3 separate regions of the Mus musculus genome follow, and regions 2 and 3 are each linked to region 1. A link is a contact called in public HiChIP or PLAC-seq and promoter capture Hi-C data. All regions are on one chromosome and are shown on one strand. Each heading gives the region's core, a stretch centred on a gene start, on an enhancer-like site or on the middle of the called end of the contact. The rest is flanking DNA. Distances are from core to core; before and after follow the strand shown. Region 1 holds the start of Acp7 (acid phosphatase 7, tartrate resistant). Region 2 holds the start of Lgals7 (lectin, galactose binding, soluble 7). Region 3 overlaps Samd4b (sterile alpha motif domain containing 4B).

Region 1 (5,149 bases), core at 865-3,364:
TAGTGGAGCTCAGGAGGACAGACACAGCACAGAATTCAGCACATCCTTCTACCCCAAGGAGGGCAGCAGGAAGTGATTGCCTGACCAGGGCCTGGTCCCAGGAACCCCACAGCATGCTTCCAAATCCCACTACAGTCCTGCCGGGGACCCAAAGCATTTACCAACAGCTCTAGACCAGGAGAAGCCAATCCCTGCCAGGACCCTGCTACCTGTCAGTCATCTCTCCTAATGAAGCTGCCACTTAGAACTGAAAGGTCTGCTTCTCCCAGCTGCCTGTGCTGCTGAGGTGCCAGAACTTTCCTAATAAGGCTTTCCTCTGAGGGGGAAAAACCCCCCACAAAGTGGAAAGCAAAGCTTCCAGGTTAACTGTTCTTTTGGATCTGATGCTAGACTTGACGTTTAATGAACTAAGGAGTCAGCATGGCCTGCTGTGCTGGTGACTGCAGTCCCAGCACACAGGAATAGACGGACTGCAGAAAAGGCTGGAGGCTAGCCTGGGATACATAGTAAATTCCAGTCCAGCCTGGACTACATTTCAAGACCTCTCAATTTAACGCCCCCCCCCTCTACTCGGACCCACCAAAATACAAACAAATTCACAGATATACAAATAAATAGATCTAATAAAGAATTTAAAACAAACAAACCAACAAGTCAGGCACTGTGGCACGCGCCTGTAATCCTTGCATTTGATAGGCTGAGTCTAGAAGATCAGGAGTGCTGGGCAGTGGTGGCTCATGCCTTTAATCCCAGCACTTGGGAGGCAGAGACAGGCGAATTTCTGAGTTCGAGGCCAGCCTGGTCTATAGAGTGAGTTCCAGGACAGCCAGGGCTATATAGAGAAACCCTGTCTTGAAAAACAAAACAAAACAAAACAAAACAAAACAAAACAAAACAAAACAAAACAAAACAAAACAAAACAAGATCAGGAGTTCCAGGCTAGCCTCAGCTATGGAGTAAGTGAGTTCCAGTCTAGTCCGGATTACATAAAATCCTGTTTTCAAATAAACAAATGAGAAAGCACATGTGTTTCCGTATGACACACTTGCTTTAAAAATATTTGGCTGTCCATAACTTGGTGGCATAAAAACAGGAGCAGCCAGGAGTCACGTTAGGTTTGCAGTAGGCATCCTTTGCATAAAACCCGGCTAAGATGCTTCCATTCTGGAAGGCCACCAAGAAAAATAACAAGAAGAGGTTTTGATTGTGGCTGCTAGAGTAGCGGTGAGCCAGAGCTGAAATTGATAAAGAGAGTTGTTTGTGGCGTTCTGCTTTAAGATAGGGTCTTGTTAGGGAGCCTAGCTGGCCTCAGGTTCCTGGCCTCCTGGTCCAGCCTCCTACAGATTGGGATTAAGGGGTGTACCACTACGACCAAGTGATTATTTTATCTTTGAGACAGGCTCACACTCGTTACTGTGTAGCCCTGGAACTCATCGCAGAACAGGCTAGCTGGCTTTGAACTCATAAGGACCCTCTGCCTCCGGTGTGCAGGAGATAAAGGGCGTGCAACACTAGCCCCAGATCCGAGTGATTTATCAATTATTATTATTATTATTATTATTATTATTATTATTATTATTATTACATTTTAAGCTGTAATGAAAAGGGGTAGGGAGTTCAAAAATCCTAAAGACCGGGGACTCCCGCCCCGAAGTCAGACTCCACAAGCTCCACCTCCAAAGACCTAGAACTGCTTACAAAGCTAAACTGCAGAGTCATCGCACAGAAAATGCGTGTAAGACAGAAAACCTCTCTTCCCCCAAGAACGTGTCTGCTGTGGATCTGGGAAACCCTAAGCGCACTTTGCTGAAGGCCTCTTCAGCATCTAGACAGCTCAAATTCCACTTGTTCCCACCTTGACAGGGGTGTGGGGGGGGTGGGGGCGGCTCTGGACTTGAACTCGGTTCTTAGGGTAGCACACCGGGGTATGTGCCAGCCATCTCCTCCTTTTTTACAGGTGAGAAAACAGGCTGTAGCGAGATTGAGCAACTGCGCCTAGGGCACCGGGCTCACAAACACCATTGTCACCAGGGCCTTTGGAGTTTGTGTTTTCCAGGATACCCTGCGGGGGTCTGAGGGAGAGTCCCGGCTCTGGGAAGCAGGAAGGAGCTGAGAGGAAGATGCTGAGGGCTCAACGGAGATGGATGGGAATCCCAGGATCGCGGCCTCCCTTGGGACTGAGGGTGGGTTTCTGTCACCAGGGGGTCTCCGCAGCTGGGGCGGTGGGACGCCTGGGGACAGGGCAGCCTTACCTGTCCCGGCGCTAACCTGCTGTCTGGCTCGGAGGTGGCGGCGTCCCATGCTTTTCTGGGTCCCCTCTTTCTGCGCCCCACCCTGAGGGGGGCGTGAGGGTGGGCGTGGGGCGCCAGGGACCGGCCGGACCTGTGGGACACGGGGCTCGGGCTGTCTGGGGAGCCCGTCACCTGAAGCAGCCGGCTCTTCCGGGGCTGGGACACCTGTGGGCGGCGGGAGCCTGTGTCCCTGCAAGCTCATAAATACTGCAGCGCATCGGTGGCCGAGAGGACCGTGAGGGCGGCTGGCGCGCCCCTGAGGGTGAGCCGGCGTCCCCTTCCCGATTGCGCCCCCCACCCCACGTCCCAGCTCTCGACCTTCGGTGGACGGTTCTTTCAGACCCGAGGCACCTGTCCAGGTCCCGAGGGCAGGTGGACCGAACTTCAGAACCTCAGCTGGCCTGGGAGCTGAGGAGAAACCGGGGTTCAGGCAATGCAGGTTCAGGGCTGGAGAGGCAGCTGGGATGAGGATGGAGCCCGGGGAGGAGAGAGATCTGAAGGCAAGATGGGATGTTGGGGAGGGGAATGAGAAGAAGCCGCTCCAGGCAGGTGGAGCTAATGAGAAATCTGGGAGTAGAGTTGGAGTTATCGGGTCCGGAGGAATAAGTGGAAATCTGAGGATGAATTAGAGAGGCTGAGGGTACAGTGGGATGCTAAGAATCTGGAGAATAGGTCGCTAAGAGAAGACAGAGATGTTGGGGATGGCGTTGTCAAAGGCATCCCCGCCCCCCAGCCTCCTAGCCCCCTCCCAGGATCAGGAGCCTGGGCCGGAAGGGTTCAAACTCAGCTGCATCTCATCCTAGCCTTGCCACTGAGTCACTCGGTTGCTCAGTTTCCTATATGTGACTGGGTTGGTGATGTCTGTCGCCACCACCTCATAGGAATGCTGTGAGGCCTCCTGCCATTAATCTATGCAAAGTGCTGAGCAGCGAGGCTCAGAAACCTCATTAATTATTCTCTCACCAGCATCTCCTTCACCACTCCCCTCAGAGACGTTTCAGTCATTCAGTCTTCCTCCCCCACAGACATCCTGACAGACGGACACACGGCTCTGCCTGGCATCGGTCCATTCTCCATCCTCTGTGGGACCCACCAGCGGAATTTGATCACATCCCTGCATTCCACTCGGCTTCCCACCATCCCCTTTCTTCCTACCATGAGCCCCTTTCTTGGAGGCTGGCTCTTCTTCTGCATGCTCCTGCCTTTCTCCCCGGGAGTCCAGGGAGCCCAAGAGTATCCTCATGTTACACCAGAGCAAATCCATCTGTCCTACCTGGGTAAGTGTTCCGGACCCCTCACCTCATTCTGCTGCTCTTTCTTCAGCCTTGAAGTCCACTGTTGGGTGAAGGGCTCAGTTTGAGAAGCCCAGGCTGGTGACTTGTCCTTCCAGCCTCAGTGGTGTGCCTCTGTGAAATGGGATTTCAGCAGGCTGGTGTCCCATTGTGTGGGGAAGGATGATGGTAATCGCCCATCACAAGCTGCTGTGCTCCAGCTCTGAAGGGACTCCCTTGGCTCTCTGCTTTGCTATCTTATCTCAGGGCTTCGAATGTTATCACCCTGACTTCTGAAACCAGTTGTGGAAGAAACCAGTAAATGATGGTGGGGAATGAGAGAAATGGGCCACCTCTTTATCCATCTTTTCTTCTTTCTGGCAGAAAACGGGTCTCTTCCATCTCCTCTGGGTTTTGGAAATAGGTTCATGTAGCCCAGGCTGGCCTCAAATTTGCTTTGTAGCCTAGGCTGACCTTGAGTTCCTGAGCCTCCTGCTTCTACCTCCCAAGTATTTGTTTTATTCTTTTGAGAGTTTCTCACATTTGTAGCCCAGGATAGCCTGAGAGTTTCCCTGTACCTTCAGTCTTAGTCTTTCAGGTGCTAAGTTTGCAGGAGTGAACTACTATGTCTCTTTTTCCTTTTTCTTCTTTCTTCTCCTCTCTGTCTCTCTGTGTCTGTCTGTCTGTCTGTCTGTCTCTCTCTCTCTCTCTCTCTCCTTTTTGAGACTAGGCCTTAGGGATTTAACCCAGGGCCTTGTGCATGTGGAGCAAACACTCCACCAAACTGAACTACCCTCAGGCCATTTTTAAAACATCTGGTCTAGTAAGATAGAGTTTCTATCTGTAGCCCAGGCTAGCCTTGAATTATCAATCCTTCTGTCTCAGCTTTCCAAATTTGGGGATTTCAGGCATAAGCTACCACTTCAGGCCGGAAAGATCTTTTATTTATTAAGAGGTGATGGGAACAGGGTGAGGCAACTCTAATTCCAGGACTTAGAATATGAAGGCAATAGAAACCACTAGCTTTGGCTAACAAGAAAATCTGAAGCCAGCCTGGCCTACAGGAGACCCTGCCTCAAAATAAATGAATGAATGGATACATAGATAGATAGATAGATAGATAGATAGATAGATAGATCCATTGGATGTACTAGCTCACACCTCTATTCCTAGCACTTGAGAAGTAGAAGCAGGTGGATTGGTTCAAAGCCAGCCTTGACTACCTAGTGAGTTTCAGGCTAGCCTGGGCTATATGAGATCTTGTCAAGAAAGAGAAGGAGGTCACAGAGTACATGGACTCTCTGTGTCCATAGGGCCTGGGTTCAAATCCCAGGCTTGTTACTTTATCTAACAAGGTACACGGGCACTGAGGTACAATGGGGTGCCAGGACCGTGTGGTGGCTGTTATGGGTTGCCGGTTGCTTTCTGTGGAGTCACAGGACTGAGCTCCCAGTGTAGAAGGGACGCGCTCTCACCGCTTTTGTATTAGAAGTGAGTTATGCCACTACAGATAATTGCCAACATTAGGGAGCTTTGACTTATGTGCGGGGCTTTGTTTATGTGTGTGTTGATTTGTTTTGACTAAAA
Region 2 (5,149 bases), core at 1,736-4,235, 230 kb before region 1:
TGTGTCCAAGGGGTGCATGACTGCGATGGGGACCTGCTCGCTACGCCCCGCCCAGCTCAGAGTAACATCTGCTGGAGACATTGCGTCTGCCCTGGGGGTGTGCGAGTGGCGACCTGTTTCCAGGCTGGGAGAGGCTCCATCCTGTGGGAGATGCCCATCCCTGCCTGCCCTGGCACCTCCAGGAAGCCCAGGAAGTCGTAAGTTTGGGATGTCCAGATGAGAGAGATAAAATGGAACCCCCCCTTGTCATTTAATTAACTAATTTATCTAACTACTTATTGAGACAATTCTGTATCCCAGGCTGGCCTGGAACTCCGGGCAATTGTTCTGCTTCAGCCTACCAAGTGCTGAGGTAACTAACGGGCGTGAGCCACCAGGCCCAGCATTTCCCCTTTTTCAAAAGGAGGTATTTTGGTGGCCTTTATAAAGATGACATAGTGTAGTATAACAGTACCCCCAAATGTTAGCAAGCCGCCGGAACACAACGGCTTGCTGTGCAAAAGGCACTTGATGCTTTTTGCGTTAGACCTGAGTTCAGTTCTCAGTACCCACGTCGGACACCTCACAACTCCTTGTAACACCACCCTTTTCATTTATGTACACCTACCAGAGACGGACAGACAGACAGACTGACAGACAGAGAGAGACGTGCGCGCGCACACACACACACATTTTTTTGGGGGGGGGGATTGTTTTTTTTTTCGAGACAGGGTTTCCCCGTATAGCCCTGGCTGTCCTGGAACTCACTTTGTAGACCAGGCTGGCCTCGAACTCAGAAATCCGCCTGCCTCTCACACACACACTTATAAAGTAACTGGTGTGATCGTACTCCCTGTAATTTCTGCCAGTACTTGGGAGGCTGAGACAAGGGAGTGGCCACAATTTAACCGACCTGGGTTACACAGCCTGACTTTTTACCCCCACTCCCACCCCATACCTGATCGCTCCCCAAAGGAAACCCTACTGGGCCCCTGCGCAGCAAGTCCTGAACAGCGTCTCAGACACAGGCTCACTTTGCCCCTGGGTTACTATGTTTTTCTCTGAGTCTCAATTTCTTCAGTCACACATAAAGGACACAGGCACAGTCAGAACTACAGCTACACTTTATTCGCCATCCAAAACCCTCCTCTGCGATCCTACACCCCCACCCCTACCCGCCACGCCCTTGGGTCCTTGCTTAGAAGATCTTCACTGAATGCAGCTGCACGTCTCCGCCCACCTCCACCAAGCGCACGCGCGCGGGCGGCATCCGGTGGTGGAAGTGGAGATATTCGTCATCCCCGACCACAGCCTGCAGGGTGAGAGACCAAGTTAAGACTGGATGCGGGTCCCGGTCTGTGGCCCCGGAAGAGGCTAACTACACCCAAGCCTCCCTCTCCCCAGAAGGAAAATGGGTCTGTTGTCCATTGTAATGGGACACAATGTACTGCTAGGACACCCAGTCCCTGAGCACTTGGCTCTTGATCTCTGTTTTGTCGCTCTTAGAAGCAGACCTGGAGAGGGTCTCTGGAGGCCCGTGTCAGGTCTGGGCCTGGGGTTCCAGTACCCCAAGGGCTTTCCCGCCATCCTCGACAGCTCAGTCCCCAGCATTTGGCTCTAGACCTGGGTCTGGAGTGTTCTCCTTCAAAGACCCACCTTGAAGCCTTCCTCTGTGGCGATGAGGAGCACTTCAAAGGGCTGCCCACGCTCGAAGGGGATGCCGGTGCCTCGCTCCTCACGGCCCCATTTGCCTTGTTCTTTGGTGTTGAAGACAACCTCGGAAGTGTCCAGCCTCGGGTTAAAGTGCAAGGCGGCATCTGCTCCTTGCTCCTCACCGCATAGCAGGTTTACATGGAACCTTCGGGGACAGTAAGCCTCAAAGATCAGCAACCACCATGTGCAAGTTATGTGGTTCCACCGGCACACCCACACCCATAGGGAGTCCCTGTGTTTGTAGCCAGGATCCCCCTCATTTCCAGAGCCTGGAGCTGTCCTAGGTTGTGGGATGGCCTGCTGTGCCTGAGTGGGGTTCAGGGAATCGCACTCCAGATAAGCAGAGTTAATAGCAAGGGACCCCACTATTCCAGGTTATCAATATTCCCACAAAGCCCAAGGTCTCAATTTTAGTAGGTCATGGACTTGATGACCGGGTACCCTGGGCATCCAGGGTAGCTTCAAGATCCAAGAGAGATTTTCATTGTCCTGGAAAACTGGACATGGAGATCGTAGGACTAACCAGGGATTCTTATTATTGTTCTAGAAGCCTACATTTTTAGGGAGACTTGGGCACACCCACCCACAAGTCTTGGGGAACATCAGTGAAAATATCCAAATTAAGCTAGCAATAGGGACTCCAAGACTCCACATGGCAAACAAGGTTCCAGGGACACCATATGTGGGCTCTAAGAACCAGGGTTCAACTGAGCCAGGAGATGCCCCACCCACCCTTTCCCCTGGAACCTGGGATATCACCTGCCAGCCTGGTCAGGGACCATGCCTCGAATTCTCATGACAGTGCCCACGCGGACGCCCTGAGGCAGGGAGGTCTTGTGCTGGGTAGCCTGTAAGAATTGGGTGGGGCAAGAATGAGAACCAGGGAGACAAAGAAACAGACTGGTCAGCCCCAGCTAGGAACTCCAGGGACCAGGCAGAAACCAAGAGGGATGCAGATTAACGGAGAGGCAGAGACAGGCACACAGACCTGACAGAGACAATGCAGTTAGAAGAAAGCAAAGCCAGCTGGGAGACAACCTATCAGGACGTGCTGGTGAAACCCAAGAGATAGCAGCCAGCTCTCCTGATACCCGTTTTTTGCTTTGAAGGGGAGGTTTAAGCTAGTCCCAGCTTCCAGACTTGGCCTTGTCCCAAAGCCCCGTTTCCCCAGCTTGGGCCCCAGTATACTTACAGACATGGCGGGCACAGCAATACAGCAACAATGTGGCCAGTCGCTGTGGGAGGGGACCTTAAGTAAAGGCAAGGTAGTGGTTCAGCTCCTCCCTTTCCATCCAACGCCCACAGCTGGCACAGACCCCTGCCCTAAGGCAAAGCTGTCAAGGCCGGGCGAGTCTCCTCCTGCCCTGCCCCCACACACCAGCTCCCTCTCCCCTTTTCCTAGGCTTAGAGATAGGGACAACCTTTAATACCAAGACTGGGGAGGTTTGCCCTGTGCTCTTCTCACCTCCCCTTTCATACCCCTACCGCCCTGTCAGACACTGGACTCCCCTGGAGATCTAGTGGATCCAGAAAGGCTGCGCAAGCATCAGCCTCCACCCTTTCTGAAAGGAGCCTCTTCCCTGGAGCGCAGGCTGCTCTGCTTTGTCCTGGCCACCTCTGCTTCTGCCGTCAAAGACAGGCATAATAACTCAATGGGGTCCCCAGGAAACCCGCTATTCCTTTTTATCCTATGCTGTGCCCCCACCCTACCCCCCAGGTTACCAAGAGTGTGTTGGCACGTTTGAAGTGGTCAGTAATGGAGTGGCCAGTAACGGAGGGTCAAATAATGAAGTTTCACTAACAGTGGCCAGGCTGCTGAGACCTCTGGGTGTCCAGATGTGTGTCTGAACCTTACCAGGATATGTGGAGTATATCGAGCCACTGTACTGACGTACAGGAAACAGTGCTCATGGGAACAATTTGCCCAAAGATCAAGATCAGCGCTCTGCTCTCTCGCTCTCTCTCTCTCTCTCTCTCTCTCTCCCTCTCTCTTCTCAGTGGTTCCTACTTTTCTTCTTCAGGTCTCTATCAGCTCCTCCTTGGAACTGAGCCCACCTTCCCATCCAATGAGAGTGTGATGGAATATGGGTTGGTGGGTGTCCCGGGCTGCCAGTCACCACCCAGATCAAATGAAACACATTGGGGAAACTTCCAATAGCCTGAGTTTTAGTCTCCCTAGACCAGCACTCTAGAGAAATAGAGAAAGTGTGTGTGTGTGTGTGTGTGTGTGTGTATGTGTGTGTGGGTGTGTGTAGGGGTGACTCATAAAGAATGAAAGAGAAATTTCTGGAAGGCAGGCAAAGGGAGGGTGGGAGCGCTGAGCAGTTACCACTCCTAACAGCCCAGCAGCCTTCCTGAAAGATCTTTCCCATCCCTATCCCCACCACCCTACTCCTGCCCCACCCAGCAGGTGGCAGAGCCGGAGGCCAGATGCATGCTGGGAGTGGAAAGTTGCCTTGGAGATTAGGAACTTGCTACCTCTCCTGCTTCTCTGTCCCAGTTTCCCATATTCAGACCCCCCCCCCACGCCCGCAACACACACAACCCTAGAATACACATCAAGGAATCCCGTGAGGTGGCCCAGAGAGGGCACAGAAGATGCCAGAGAAACGTGGGCGCTGCGATGCTGGGGGAGGAGCCCTGGAGAAGACAGGCTGGAGATGGACCTGATTGCTCCACCTGGAAACCAGCGCGTGGGAGGTGAAGGCGAGAGAGTCAGCACGAGGTCATTTGAAGCCAACGCGGGCTGGAAAACACGGTCTCAAACAACAGCAACTGGCTTCCTTCCTTCCTTCCTTCCTTCCTTCCTTCCTTCCTTCCTTCCTTCCTTCCTTCCTTCCTTCCTTCCTTCCTTCCTTCCTTCCAGTGGTGAGGCATGCTTTTAATCCCAGCACTAGGAAGGCAAAAAAAAAAGCAGTTCTGTGCGTTCGAGGCCAGCCTGGTCTGGAGAATGAGTTCCAGGACAGCCAGGGCTCCACAGAGAAACCCTGTCTAAACACACACACACACACATAACAAAAAAATCAAAACACGACAACAACAAAACAAAAACAAACAAACAAACAAAAAAACACTGCTGTTCTTACAGAGGACCCAAGTTCAGTTCCCAGCACCCACATCAGGGACCTTACAACCTCCTGAAACTCCAGGTCCAGAGAATCTGATGCCTTTTTGTGGCCTCTTCAGGTTCACACACACATGGGGCACACACACACTTTAAAACTCTTTACAAACAAACAAGAAAACTTGGGTTTGAGAGGAGCTACTTAGAGTGAGGTTCGAAGGTTCTTGCCTTGGGTTTCCACAGGACAAGGACCCATCACAGGGCAGAACAAGGGGACATCAGGTTTCATGTTACACCACCACCCGTTTGTCACAGTTAGGCTGATAATTGTGGCTCCCATTATTTTAGCTTCACGCTCTGTATAAATCACCGCCTGACACTTGCCTGCACCTC
Region 3 (5,149 bases), core at 1,069-3,568, 210 kb after region 1:
CTGATGGGTAGAGAGGCAAGGAAAACAGATGAGAGAAGAGAGGGAGACCTTGGCATAACCCATATTGAGCACGAAGGATGTCTGTCGGGGTTACAGCAAAGCATCACTTTCAGGAAAGTACTCATGGATAAAGTCTGTGGGGCCCTTAAATACTTCCTAATGGATGTGACTTTAAGTCTAAAGAGGTGGTATCTCCTGTCACTTCCACCTTTAGGTAGACTTGCCCAGTAATCCGCTTGTTCCTGCCTCTTGGAACTGGTACATGGCCCTTGGGAAAAGCTGTCTCTCCTGATATTTTATTTCTTTCTGCTCATTATGGTTCTTCATTCCTTTGTGTTTCCCACTCATGTATTATCATAATCTCAGGGTCAGAACAACTTAAAATACAGATTCCGAATCTTCACACCCCCACCCCCACCCCAGACCCAATAATAAGTGAGAATCCTGAAGGGATGGGCCCAGAGAGGGGTCCAGATTCTTATAAAGACCAAGCACTGTGACTCATGTCCTTCAGGTCCATCTCCTGTCTTAGAGTGGTAGGCACATTGATCAAAGCAACTTGGGGAAGGAAGAGCTTATTCATCTAAAGCTTACAGTCCATTCTGAAGGGACATCAAAGCAGGAACTCCATACAGGCACCTGGAGGTAGGAACTGAAGCACATATCACAGAGGAACACTGCTTACTGGTTCTTCATAGCTTGCTCTACCTGCTTTCTTAATACCACTCAGGATCACCTGCCCATAGTGGTCTGGGCCCACCCACAGATAATTAATCAAGAAAAATGTCTCACAGGGTTGCCTATAGGCCAATCTTCTGGAAGCCTCAATTGAAGTTCCTCTTCTTAGGAAAATTCTAAATTGTGGTAGGTTGACAAAAATAACCAACCAGGACAGAGAGGCCTAGAGTTCCCAGTTGTCATCAGCCCTACTTATCCTAGTTCTCTGCTGTTTGGAGCTCCAACAGCAGTCTTGGGCTGCTGAATGTGTCTTGAATCATAAGGGTGTTCCCATGGGCTGGTAGCTGGAGATTGGGTCTGGGCAGCTAAGATCTCTTCTTCCTCATCCTCTTCCTGGTCTGCAGTTCTTGCATTTCTTCTTACATCTAGTCCTCTGAGTCAGTCTCCATATCTAGCAGATTTAAGCCTCTCCCTCTCTGGCTCCCTGAATTTGGGTGGGAAAACAGGGGTCAGAAGGGGCCATGGTGAGTGAGTCACCAGAACTCATCCTCTGATACCCCCACCCTTCCCTTTCAGGCTCTACTGACATAGTTCATCAAACAAAAATGTGAACGCGTGTCTGTGTGAGCTGGGTGAGGCAGAGAAGAGTATGTCTGAAGCCAAGCCCCAGCCCCTCTGATTAGTGCCAGAGAGGCCAACATGATTGTTACAACACTAAACATATAAAAATGGGCTTCCTCTATGTCTCAAAGATACATTTGGCTCCCTATGATTTGCCAGGACCAAGGGTCATGACCTACTTTGCTTGGGTTACCTGTCCAGTTCCATCCCATGGCCATCATGCTAAGGAGGGCACTCACACAATCTACTTTACCTTCTCTGTGTCCTCAGAGTCCAAATTTGCATCTCTGACAGGAGCAACTGCTGGCATTCTTGCATTGCTTGGTTCCCCAAACCCAGTCCACCCACTTCCAGCATTTTATCACTACAAAATATGCCTCTAACTTAAGAGCAGACATGTGTCTGGTTTTGGTAAATAGTTGCAAAAATGTCCCCAACCCTGTGGGAACTCTTAAGGGGAGTCCCAGTTGTGCTGTGCTAAGTGAGCCACGGGTTAATAGCCTCAAGAAAGATTTCCACCCAGGGACAGTGGAGGTTTGTGTTCATGTGCTGAGCACTTGCTCATGCCAGGTGCTTTGCACCCTTGTTGTCTACAACCCTGTAACTTTACAGCCATTGTTGCATAAAGAAATGACCAAGATTCAGTGAATTTAAAGAACTGGTCCATGGTTACAGTATACTGAGTCGTGGAGACAGAGGCAGAATTAATTTGTTTGTTTGTTTATTAAACCCAGGCAGGTTTTTCCTTTTGAACTTGCAGAATATACTCTGCTAGAACTTAAGGCAGGATAACTGAATGTTTGGAATCCCAGAGAGGGCACATTACACACGTAGACACCACTACCTACCAACAGACCGTCTGGGTCAATCGTCCAGGTATTCATTGGGCCCCTGCTGTGCCTAACTCTGGGCCAGAGTTTTCTGATCTGGGCAGGAAACTAGAAGTTCCATCCCCACCCGTCATCTGCATCCCCAGCTGGGCTCACCCCAAGAGGCCTGAGGCTATGCACATTCCTTGGACTCATTCCAGTGCTCATTGACGCTTCCCAGTCCTGGGAGGCTCGCCCTTCCTACCACCACCACTCAGACACATGAGCACACATTTCCTCAGGGTCAGCCTTCATCGGTTCAGAATTACTCTCTCCTTTCTGGGCAATAGAACAAGGTCCTCCTTTGAGCCCAACCCTTGAGGCTGTTCTGTCGCGTCCCCTGGCAGTACCAGAGGAGAAGCTGCATCCCATAGCCCTGGGGTCCTGGCAGTACTCTGGGGGTGGGGGAGGTTTAGACAAGGCTTCTCTGTGTCTTAGATGCCTCTGGCTACACTGTAATGCCTAAACAACAGCAATTGAGAAGTCTGGGTAGGGATGCAGGAGCAAGGAGAAAAAGACCCATCACTGAGCCACATCTTGCACATTAACTACATGCAGACCGTTAATCCTTCACAGACACCCTTACCTAAATCTGAGCAGCCCACATCTCAGCAACCCTGTGCTTCTTGTACAGACAGCTGGAATACAAGGCCTTTGACTTTGTCCTTAATATTACTTGCTGTATTTCTCATCAAGAATGAAAGGTTGGAACTAAGTCCAAAAAAGAAAGATATCAAAGTGTTATGTGACTCCATGCCAGTTGGAGGTAGAAGGATAGGCTAGAAAAGGCTTCCTGACTTAAGGAAGAACTTGTCCCACTTCAGAATTTTAATTTTATTTTAAATTTTAAATATTGTGATGGTTGGAGAAAGAACTTTGTGGACACTGAGAGCTGGTTCAGATAAAGATAGATGGGAGAGGCATTTTCCTGGCTTTAAGTGGCAGGTATAATGTAAGAGGAGTCAAGACTGAAAGCATTGGCACTGGAAGATGGAAAGTTACAGTGAAGGCTGGAGGAATGACTCAGTAACCACTGACTGCTTTTCCAGAGGCCCAGGCCCATTCCCAGCACCCACATGTTGGCTCACAATTGTCTAACTCCAGTACCTGGGGATCTGACACCCTCTTCTGGCCTCCACAGGCATTGCATGCACATGAAACACCAACACACATGCAGAAAGACACCTAAAATAAAATGGAGAAAGTTTCTTCCAGGACATGCAACTTAGATTTCATGTTTGTCACTTGCAGTCCTGTCACTTCACCTTCCCAGGTCTTACTTGTGTGTAGAAATAATAAAATGGTTAAGCTAAGGGTGGACAGCACATACATGCACTCAGTGTCAGCCATCATTGTTGTCCTTGTGAGGAGTGCTTGCAGTACTGCTAGTTCTGTTACTCTTGGGCTGGTGCTGTGGTCATAAAGTGAGTGGATGGCTTTGAATGGATGAATTTCCTGTCACTTTAACAGGGGCTCTCCAAGAAAACAGAGAGCAGAGACTTGCAGGCCAGACCCCAGGAGTTCTGAGTTGTGTGATTCACTCCAAGAGCTACAGATTTAAGTAGAATTAGAAACTAATGTGAATTCCAGACTACAGAATTAAGACAAAAGGTACAGAGGAGTAATTTGCAAGTATCTGTGTGTCCATTCTGCGTTGTGGCTACAGGCACATGACGTTTTCTTTTTTCTCTTATTTTGAATGTGAGGCCTCATACACATTAGATGTGTGCTCTTTACCACTGAGCTGGATCCCCAGTGCATGCTCTCTCTTCTCATCCTTCTCCCTCCCTCCCTCTCTTTTCTTTTGAGATATGCTTTTGCTAAGGCTGCTCTTGAACTTACCCTGTATCTCCTGCAGACCTTGAACTTGATGATAGGCTTGCACCATCTTGCCTGGCTGTATCTAGATTTTTGAGGTCTAATCCCATTCTGTTTCCTAGGCTGACTGGTTGGCCTGTACCTTTAGAATCTTTGTATATTGCTGAAAAGGAAGAAACCATAAAAAAATACACTGACCACAATACTAATAACAAAAAGTAAAAAACTATTTCCAGAGGACTGACCTTAAACTGAGCCTCACTTAGTTCCTAACAGCTACACTGTAGGGAGGATTCTGAGTTTCCTTGATGGAGCAGAGCTGGAGCTTAGTGCAGGAGGGCACGGTACTTAGGGAGCTGAGGAGAGGGAATCAGAGCCTGCGGCCAGACTGAGCTACCTAGTGAGACCCTGTCTCAGAAAAGAAAAAAAAAAAAAAAAAAACCAATTTGGAGCTTACCGCTCTTGTAAGAGCACGTCTGCTAAAATTGGAACCATATAGAGGAGATGGTACTCAGATTTATCAAGTATTTCATATTGATTTTGTGTGTCATGTTAAAATAACCAAACTGGACTGGCAGATGATTCATTTGGTAAAGGCCCTTGCAGGTGAGCCTGACATCTTAAGTTGGATTTTTGGGACCGATATAGTGTGAGGAGAATATTGACTCTTACAGGTTGTGACCTCCATGAGACACAGACATGGACACACATGGACATAAACAACCATAATTGGCCTGTTGGTTAAGGCTTGAAAGAGCAGCTAGTTAGTATACTGAGGCAAGAGGACCACCACTTCATTGCCTCTCTGGATTACAGAATGAGTTCAAGGCTAGCCTGGGCCACTTTTAGTGAAGCCCTATCTTAAAGTACAAAGTAAAAAGAAGGCTTAGAGTATATATAACTCAGTGGTAGACTGTTTCTTGAACAACACATTCTAGGCCTCAGGCTCAGTCCACAGTTCTAGGAGTGGAAAGAAAGACAGAATTAATATTTATTATTTGGCTAGGAAAAAAAGGTGATTACAGGGGCTGGAGAGATGGCTCAGAGGTTAAGAGCACTGACTACTCTTCCATAGGTCCTGAGTTCAAATCCCAGCAACCACATGGTGGTTCACAACCACCTGTAATGAGATCTGATGCCCTCTTCTGGTGTGTCTGAAGACA

The links. HiChIP or PLAC-seq counts read pairs in DNA pulled down with a chosen protein or histone mark. Capture Hi-C pulls out chosen DNA fragments and counts their contacts.
Region 2: a contact with region 1 is called in a promoter capture Hi-C map of pancreatic islet. The contact joins the promoter of Lgals7 here to the promoter of Acp7 in region 1. A contact is called at or near these places in 1 of 39 promoter capture datasets (embryonic stem cells), 4 of 484 Hi-C or Micro-C datasets (embryonic stem cells, extraembryonic endoderm stem cells and gonadal supporting cells) and 3 of 9 other capture datasets (adipose tissue, liver and pancreatic islet).
Region 3: an H3K4me3 HiChIP or PLAC-seq map of embryonic stem cells shows a contact between it and region 1, with 33 read pairs. The contact joins the enhancer-like site here to the promoter of Acp7 in region 1. A contact is called at or near these places in 18 of 39 promoter capture datasets (the 3T3-L1 cell line, 3T3-L1-derived adipocytes, the C10 cell line and 11 more), 5 of 115 datasets of contacts at active chromatin or transcription factors (the HPC-7 cell line, craniofacial prominence, embryonic basal ganglia and 1 more) and 4 of 9 other capture datasets (adipose tissue, embryonic stem cells, liver and 1 more).

What each region holds. Positions count from the first base shown.
Region 1 is chr7:28,627,878-28,633,026 of GRCm38.p6, reverse strand. It overlaps Acp7 (acid phosphatase 7, tartrate resistant), which reads left to right and starts at 2,114. Exons shown (of 13, transcript NM_175319.5): 1 at 2,114-2,183; 2 at 3,317-3,568. The coding sequence starts at 3,448.
Region 2 is chr7:28,862,222-28,867,370 of GRCm38.p6, reverse strand. It overlaps Lgals7 (lectin, galactose binding, soluble 7), which reads right to left and starts at 2,985. Exons shown (of 4, transcript NM_008496.4): 1 at 2,885-2,985; 2 at 2,452-2,540; 3 at 1,636-1,837; 4 at 1,087-1,291. The coding sequence starts at 2,890. The coding sequence ends at 1,178.
Region 3 is chr7:28,415,685-28,420,833 of GRCm38.p6, reverse strand. The region is part of intron 2 of Samd4b (sterile alpha motif domain containing 4B); the gene reads left to right. Among named protein-coding and RNA genes, the nearest start is that of Samd4b, 18 kb to the left of the region's middle. Within about 2 kb of position 2,318, at least 98 of the 459 cell types and tissues checked have an H3K27ac peak or open chromatin away from gene starts, as enhancers often do. A contact at or near this core is called in 3T3-L1-derived adipocytes, adipose tissue and embryonic stem cells, where this site is marked.